Regions from separate parts of the Mus musculus genome. Here all the other regions are linked to region 3. Evidence: chromatin contacts called from public Hi-C data. All regions are on one chromosome and are shown on one strand. The core of a region is the stretch at or near the end of the contact, and the rest is flanking DNA. Distances in the headings are between cores, read along the strand shown. Region 1 overlaps Cdk5rap2 (CDK5 regulatory subunit associated protein 2). Region 2 overlaps Cdk5rap2 (CDK5 regulatory subunit associated protein 2). Region 3 has its middle 59 kb from the start of Tlr4.

Region 1 (2,734 bases), core at 25-2,524, 3.6 Mb before region 3:
TACAGTTGTCTCCGCTTGGAGATGAGCAACAAGGAGGTGATCCTAGCGAGGAGTGGGATGAGGATGTTTGCAGTTAGGGCAGGAGTTGTGGGTTCTGTGGGTACCTGTGAGTGGGTTTTTAGATTCAGGCTGGCATTGGAGGAAATGAAGATTTACACTGTAAGCAGCGCTGAGCATGGTTGGGCATGCATTTGGAACTACAGAGACAACAGTGGTTCTGGTTCTGGAGAGAATGTTTTGGTAGAGATGAATTTCCAGACTGTGTAAGAGTGCTTTAGGGGAGTCCTAGAAGTTGCCCGTGCAGAGGGTTTGTATATGCAAAGGAAGGAAGCTTTCGTACTTTGTATACAAAGGCTACACATATAGATCATCAGGGTATGTTGCTTAAGCTTTGGTTTCTTATTTGTTTGGGAAGAGGACATTTGGGAGGATGGGTGTGAGTGGTCCAAGTGGTGGCTTCTCCATGGATTATAGATGGTCAAGTGAGATCCTGCTGCAGGCTGCATTTTCCTGGCATTTGCACAGGCCTGGCTTGACAAGTATAAAAAGTTGGCTTGTCAGCTCTACAAATATGTCAGTCGCAGAGATGAAAGTGTCCCAGCTAAACTTCCAGAGACCAGCAAGCAGCTGCCACCTTTATTTTCCCTCAGGAGATGCCTGTTTGGTGAATAGCCAGGGACTGAATCTTCTCGACGATTTCCCATATCCCATATCTAAGTCAAAGTTAGAAGTTTAGCCCGGCATGACAGCAGGGTTAGTCAGTTACATCCAGAGGAAATGGATCTGGATTGGCCACGGAGTAACCTGCTGTTGGGCATGTCAGGCTGTTGAATCTGGTCTGGGCCCCACTTGCATACTCTCTCCCAGTGTGTTCCTGGCTTCCCACCACCTTTTCATGCAGGCCTTTTTCTCTTCTGCATCTGAAGGTGATCTTGTTGGGGAGCCCTACAGGTTGACTATAAGCGACAGTTATATTATCTTCAAGTTAAATAGAGTTTTTAAAAGTTTGAATTACTTGCTGGCATTTAAAACATTGAATTTCACAGAAGAGTGAATAATTACTTTTCTTGAAAGCCTAGCAATGTTGGCAACCTGTGGTGCCTTCTTATTGGCTCAAGACTGCTGCTCTGTAATGGGCTGAGCCTTTAGTAGCCTTTAGTTGTCCTGGTTCTGACCCCCATCTTTCCATTTTAAATGTACATTTGGTGACTCTTAGCTCTCCATTTTCCCATTGATTATATCAGAGCTGAACCCCTAGAGGGCAGTATTGCACCTCCCTCCAGGTTCCTAGGCTCTGCAGATCCTACTGGTGAGCTCTGATGCACTGCACTGCTAGGCGTTTTTTGCTGCCCATGTCTGCCTCCTGGCCTTCGGCACGGAAGCTAGGTGCTTTACAAGGGCAACTCTCCCAGACCTCCAGACCTGTGTTTCTACAAAACTGGGTTGCTTTCTAGGCTTAGCCACAGAAGAGTTTTTTTTGGAGTAGAGTCCTCGGAAAGAATGTTATGTGTTGAAGATTTAAACAGTACATTCAGGGCTGATTTGGGGAGATGGCTTAGTGAGTAAAACGCTTGCTGTGTATGCATGAGGACCTGAGTCCCAGCACCCAGGTACAAGCTCAGTGTGATGACGTACATCCCTGCATTTCAAGGCGGAGACAAGTGAGTTCCTGGAGCTTGTGAGTCAGGCAGGTAGCCCAGCAAAACCAAATAAAGTACAGATACCATTGGGGAAAATGTCTGGACCCTGAGCTCTGACCTCTGTACACATCTGCATAGGTACACGAAACGTGCACATACATATAATCAGCATTGCAGTTGTCATTTGTTGAGTTCAGCTGTAGGTCAGAAGTACACTTTTGTTTTAAGTTGTCCAAACACAGGCTCAGAGAGATTGAATAACTTAGCTTGGTCACAGAGCAGTTGATCCAAGGACATCAAATTTGGTTCCGAAGAGGGAAAAGTTCACATTTTCTACAAGACATTATGGTTGTATGTGGCAAAGCTTCTCTGAGACTCAGAGATAGAAGATGCAATTTAAGGAGCTCTGGTGCTTGTCAGGGAGAATAGGAATGGGTTTGGACAGAAGGTAGCGATAGCATATGCAAAGGCATGGAGGGGCACAGGAGAGCTTTGGAGCGAGCTCTCTGTGAGCTGCTGTGGGCTGATAGGGCCCAAGACGAAACTGGAGCTGTTATGACTTAAGAGCTGGAAGCCTGGATGCCTTATCCCGAAGTGCAACCATTAGCTTGAGATGTGGTATGTTTTTAAGCATTGTTTGTGAGCTATGGAGAGAGTCCTGCTTTTTAAATCTATACCCACCAAACCAGCTTTTGGTTGGTTGTTTGCTTAGGCTTTAGGGACAGATTTCTTTTGGAGAGGGGATTTCTTACTTAAACTTAGCAATCTGCTGCTGGCGTGGAGATGCTGAAGGTCTTTGACCAGAGATGGTGCAGCTTGAGCTAAATCCCTGGGCAAGGCTAGAGACAAGAGGACTCATTAATGTCACATCAATTCTGTTCCTTGCTCTCTGACCTGCAGAATGCAATTTTGTTTATGTGTATTCATTGGACACATCTACTTTGAAGATGTCTGGCCCTCTTTCCTACCTCCTCCTGCTCCACTGAGCTAAGAGAGCAGCTCAGAATTAATATTTAAATTTTGTTCTCTTTTAGACTGATTGAGGAGTTGAAGCTGTCTTTGAAGAGCAAAGAAGCTTTAATTCAGTGCCTTAA
Region 2 (2,700 bases), core at 134-2,633, 3.5 Mb before region 3:
CCACATCTTGGCAATTTTTAAAATATTGTGCACAATGCTGAAATATTTGGCAAAGGACATAATTCTGTTGTGCAGGACTAATTGCAAATTGCGGATAAGGAATTGTAAATTACACTTGAGAGTTATACGTTTTTGGGTGTCAATTTAAGAACTCCTGGCTGTTATAGCCTTACTGTCTCTTCTCTATTCCCTTAAGAAAAGTTTGCTTTTCAAATGGTTGTTCTTTCCTTGTAGAAAATGTGGATTTCTTCTGCTATGCCCTTGGCCATTTCATGTTGATTTAGGATTTATCCTCTGCCCATTTTTACAAAGAGCTCAGGGCTATGGTAGTGTTTCTGTTCCTGCTAAGCATGTGTGATCCCGAGAATTAATGCTTAGGTGATCAGGGAACTGAAGAAGAGGGTGTGAAGTTCTCTGGCTATATGTGACTTGCCACAGGCGTGATTTCTAACTTTGTTGTTGACCTGGTTGGGATATGCGGCTGCATTTTGTGAGTATTAAAATAGATGTCTTTGTTGCAGGGTTGTGACACAGCTGCTGAAATGGGCCCCATCCATCTACCGGGTCACCAAATTGCCCTGATTAGCAGGAAATGATGCATTAAGCCTTCTCTTTACTGGTCTGCTGTCTCTTCAGATTGCGGTCTGCACTGGACATGTGTTTTCTTGAAGTCATTCTGAAACCCATGGCAGAAAGTGCCCCTCCCCTTGTTGGGTTCATGATGTCAGTCATGCTACTTTAGATCTCTGGCCTTTGTCAAGTCACCAGATCTCTCTAAAATGTGCCTTCCTAGTCTTTGAGGCAGATTCTAATCTGTCCTTCTCAGAGGATTAGAGATAATAAAGACATGCTTGTAAGTTTGCTCTGGGTTGAATGCTCCGGAATATAGCGTAGAATAGTTTGAGTTCAGCAGCTATGAAGAGTGACTTGGATTGGGAACAAACTGAAGGTTCTCATAGGTACCATGTGGACGGCTGTGGGAAACCTGAGGGACTGCCATTGACTTGAGGACAAAAGACTTGGACTTAGTGTAGACACCGCCATTCCTAAATGGGTGTGAGATGTCTCTGTCTAAATCTTAGAATGCTCAAGAGACAGTTGTGCTGGTTTAATAAGGGCTCAGGGCCTTGCTCACAGAGGAGCAGTGTCTGCCTGTGGACTGCTGTTATGTTTCTAGCACATTCTGATAGTGGTGAGTGGGTGATCTGTGCACTGTGGAGGATGCACTGCAGAGCCACACATGAAGGTGTGTGCCAGGCGCAGTGCCAAGTGTCTGTGCTGAGAGACCTCCTGTTGAGCTGTTCCGTGATTGGAGATGCTGTTGGGGAGGGTGCCTCACTGCCCACCATCCCCAGGCAGCCTAGCTCTCTTCTGTGCCAAGGAAATCTACTGGCTGTCAGCTCTGCTGAGGGAGCCAAATGACTTCATTCTAATGGGGCATGAGCCAGCGCAGGGGAATAGGTGATTGATGAAATGGGACGCAAATGGCTCCGAAGAGTTCATTTATTTAACATGGGTGAGCAATTTGCTTCTAGGAAGACGTTGACTCACTCTGACTTCCATTATGCAAAATATCCACAGGAATCTCTGCTCTTAAGATTCATATCAGTCCCTGTGTTCCCCTCTTACCTATTTAATCATCAGTTCAGCGAGTGTTTATGGCAGGATTTGATTTGTGCCAGACACCAGGCCTGGTTTAGGATAACTGCTATATGCATTGCTCAGACTGAACAGGTGGTTGGCACGAAAGCTCTGGGTGAAAGTGAATGGGTGCTTCAGGACCAGAGGAGGGCATCTTTCTTGGCTAGAGAAGACTCCTTTTGAGATTGAGCTAGAGAAGAGCCTATGAAGTGCACTGGAGTGTCACTGGAGAGTGATAAGCAGTGTCTCTCCATCTCTGGGGTCTCTGAGGGACTTTGAGACATGGGGAGGATTGTCTGAGATCCCAGAGATGGAAGGCAGAGAAAAAGAATGAAGACAGAAGCTAAGGAGTGTGGTGGGCTGCCAGGAAAAAGAGGAGGGGAGAGCTGGCTTGCAAATTGGGGCCTTGACATGCCAGTCCTTGTGGCTTAGAGCCTGTACTACTGAAATTCTCTACACTAGAATTCCATTTTTTGCTCTATTTTTTAACCCTTGGTTAACTTTAACATCACATACAAGTCCATATCCTAACTGCTGATTATCAGTGAAGTGGACTGGCTCACTTACAACTGAGCAGGTGGATATAGAACTCCGTATATTACAACTGAGCAGGTGGATATAGAACTCCGTATATTATAACTGAGCAGGGGGATATAGAACTCCATATATTATAACTGAGCAGGTGGATATAGAACTCCATATATTACAACTGTCCAGGGTTTTTATCAAGTGTGCAGCACAGCTCCAGAGCATGGTACATAGGGCGACACCCAGTGTCCACCCCATGCCAGGCACCACGCATTGATTAATTCACTTACGTCTTTTAACCTCCTGAGACAGGTATGGATGTGCTGAGGAGCCCATGTCCTACCTCATGATTCTGACGTTGATCACCTTCCCTGTGTCTTCATTTCTAGAATTGGAGGAAGGGTGTCATCTCTACACACAGTTGTATTTAGAGTCAATGGGAGACTACTTATAGAGTATTTATCATAACCAGCCTATGAAGTCGGCATAGCTAGTAATGGGAAAGGCAGAAATGGTGTACTGTGAGACAAG
Region 3 (2,700 bases), core at 29-2,528:
AAACAAAAAAAAATGCACACACACACACACACACACACACACACACACACACATACACACACACACACACACACCATCTCTTCTTCAGCACCACCATCTTCTGGTCATGGACCTTATGTTTTCCTCTCCAGATATGGAACGTAGATTCTTGCTTAGAAATTTCCTGATGAAGGATGGCTATCTAATCAGCATCACTCCCCTCTAGGACTGCTTCCCATAGTATTTTTAACACCTCATGCACATACCACAGGCACACTCAAAGCAAGGATTCTCCTGCACTCGTTCTTTCTCTTCTTGGAAGACTTATCATTTCTCAGCCTAACCTCTTTCTGTTCCACATAGTTTGTGTTTTGGAGCAATAGAACTATGATAGAAACTGAGGTGATCTCTTGCAAGAGGATGGGAACTGGACAGTGAGACACATACATGTATACAGCATCACAGGAGCTGACCCAATGTGCATAATACTCATGTACACATGATCAAATATGTGTATGTGTATAATCATGCTCATACATACAGAACACACAGAAGCATGAGTCAGAATCACACATGAGCATAATCCAAACACACATGCACACAGTAATTCTATATGTGCTTAATCTATACAGACATCCAGGCCCGCTTAATGACATATGATCATAGGCAAGATGCAACTATGCACACCCAGTCTCACATGCACATACTCAATGCACACATTACTGCACATAAAATAACACGTTTAGCATAACTACACACATAATGCATACATATACAATCTCTCGTTTGCCCAGACACAAAGGCTCCTCAAAAATTTTACAGTTGAGCAGAACACTGAGGAGGTGGCATGTATGGCTGGGCATTGGACTGGTGTCCCTTCCCACTCTTCACCTTTTCTTACAGGTGCACACAACAGCACCCAAACATTTATCCCTCCAACTAACACATTGGATAACAAGCTTCAAGCAACTGTTTCTTAAGCATAGACATAATCCAGACAGAAAGAAAACAGGGACACAGGAGGACAGAAACATAAACATCCTCTTACATGTTTAAAGTAAGTATAATTTAGAATGTTCATTGCTTCATCAGCTACACCTTGAGAAGAATTTTGAGTCAAGCAGAGCTACAGAATGACAGCACCTGTGTTTGATCTAAGGTTATCTGCTTGTGGCCCCTCAAGTAACTATGGCCTGTGGTCTGGAGAATCTTTACTTTCTGGTTCGCCTAAAGCATGCTTCATAAATACATTCTTCTCAACCCTTTTTGTGGCCCTGCATCTCCATCATGTGGGAAGAACTGGCACTGCACCCCACTTAAGCGTTCAGGAAAACTGAAGCTTAAACTGACAAGAGAGAACAGGACTTGACAGATCACGGATGGCATCTTCCCTGTTCCTAGTGATGGCACGGAGGACAAATATATTTAGGGGCTTTTATCACATATTTAATCCTTATAGCACCCTTTTGTAGAATGCTTCTATCTTCTATTTTAAGAAAGATACTGATGAAGAATCATGTCCTTTACCCAGATGCAGTTAACCTTTCTGACTTCCAAATCCCTTTCATTTTATTTATTTCACTTGTAGCACCTACTGAAATTATAAAATATGTGGAAATAATGCTCCTAGACTAACATATGGTACTTCTAAGTAGCAGTGAGTTTTTAAAATGTATTTTGAAGACAGCAAAAGCACAAAAAAATATTCACTATTTCCTTACCAAGTCTGATTTTCCTGCCTGAGTAACCTCTTCCCGGGTCTCCCATGTTTCATATCTATATCAGAACTATAGCTTTACCAATCCGAACTATGTGTCCTGGAGTAAAACACAGTCACTTTTGGGTTTTACCTAGTTGAATAAAGAGAATATTGTATTGCATCTAAGGTCTGATTAGCCCCCAACATGTGCTGAAAAACAGCGTCTCTCTAAGAATCCTCCAACCCTACATCACCAGATTCATTCTGCTTATAGACTGAGTAGCTACTGAGTTCTTAGCCTCTCTGACACACAAACAGCCATTGTTAAGACCATATAGCCCAGACAGTATAACCTACTCAAAGAGATCATTTCTGTAATATACACTCATTCCATCTTTTCAATTCTTCAGAGAATTCTAGTTAGTATTATTATGACTTGTTATGCTAGTGACTCTGGAGGTCCTGAGTAGTAAGATAGATCAGCGTTGCAATCATTCCCATTTACACTAAGATGCGTAACGTGAATATGCACTCAGTAAGTATGCAAGTCCATCATGATACGAAGTGTAAACAAAGCATGTTTTATTAAGAAAGTAGTATGGTCAGAGAATACATGTGCATTGAAAATACCCAGGAGTCAAATTATGAATCACATTTTGGTTTCTCTCAGGTAAACATGCTATAATTTGTTTAAACATGTAAATCAGGGGCTGGTGACGTTACCTAGGCTGTGGGTCACCTTTTAAGACAGAATTCCCAATGGAGGATGTTACATTAGCCAAGAGAAGACATATTTAAATAAACAAAATGGTAGCATTTGGAAGGGACAAAAGACAATATAGTGAAAACATTTCAAATCAGGCATGAACAGTAAGCAAGGCATAATGGATTGTCAGCAGTAGACCCCCTAGCCTGGCTTCAGAAGTCTCTCACAAACTATAATCTCAGCATCTGAAAATTCATCTTGCCACAGTGGCAAGATGTGAAAGCCTAAGCAGAATGCCCTTATGGTTGGTCACTTC

Evidence for each region. Hi-C and Micro-C count contacts between places; a contact is called where the count stands out from the background.
Region 1: a Hi-C map of cerebellum shows a contact between it and region 3, with 4 times the contacts expected there. The contact joins two enhancer-like sites. A contact is called at or near these places in 4 of 484 Hi-C or Micro-C datasets (cerebellar granule neurons, cerebellum, cortical neurons and 1 more).
Region 2: a contact with region 3 is called in a Hi-C map of cerebellum, with 2.2 times the contacts expected there. The contact joins two enhancer-like sites. A contact is called at or near these places in 2 of 484 Hi-C or Micro-C datasets (cerebellum and palatal mesenchyme).

What each region holds. Positions count from the first base shown.
Region 1 is chr4:70,354,816-70,357,549 of GRCm38.p6, reverse strand. Cdk5rap2 (CDK5 regulatory subunit associated protein 2) reads left to right here. Exons shown (of 37, transcript NM_145990.4): 8 at 2,675-2,734. Among named protein-coding and RNA genes, the nearest start is that of Cdk5rap2, 54 kb to the left of the region's middle. Within about 2 kb of position 1,274, at least 28 of the 459 cell types and tissues checked have an H3K27ac peak or open chromatin away from gene starts, as enhancers often do. A contact at or near this core is called in cerebellum, where this site is marked.
Region 2 is chr4:70,310,369-70,313,068 of GRCm38.p6, reverse strand. The region is part of intron 14 of Cdk5rap2 (CDK5 regulatory subunit associated protein 2); the gene reads left to right. Among named protein-coding and RNA genes, the nearest start is that of Cdk5rap2, 99 kb to the left of the region's middle. Within about 2 kb of position 1,383, at least 59 of the 459 cell types and tissues checked have an H3K27ac peak or open chromatin away from gene starts, as enhancers often do. A contact at or near this core is called in cerebellum, where this site is marked.
Region 3 is chr4:66,767,494-66,770,193 of GRCm38.p6, reverse strand. No RefSeq gene overlaps it. Among named protein-coding and RNA genes, the nearest start is that of Tlr4, 59 kb to the left of the region's middle. Within about 2 kb of position 1,278, at least 26 of the 459 cell types and tissues checked have an H3K27ac peak or open chromatin away from gene starts, as enhancers often do. A contact at or near this core is called in cerebellum, where this site is marked.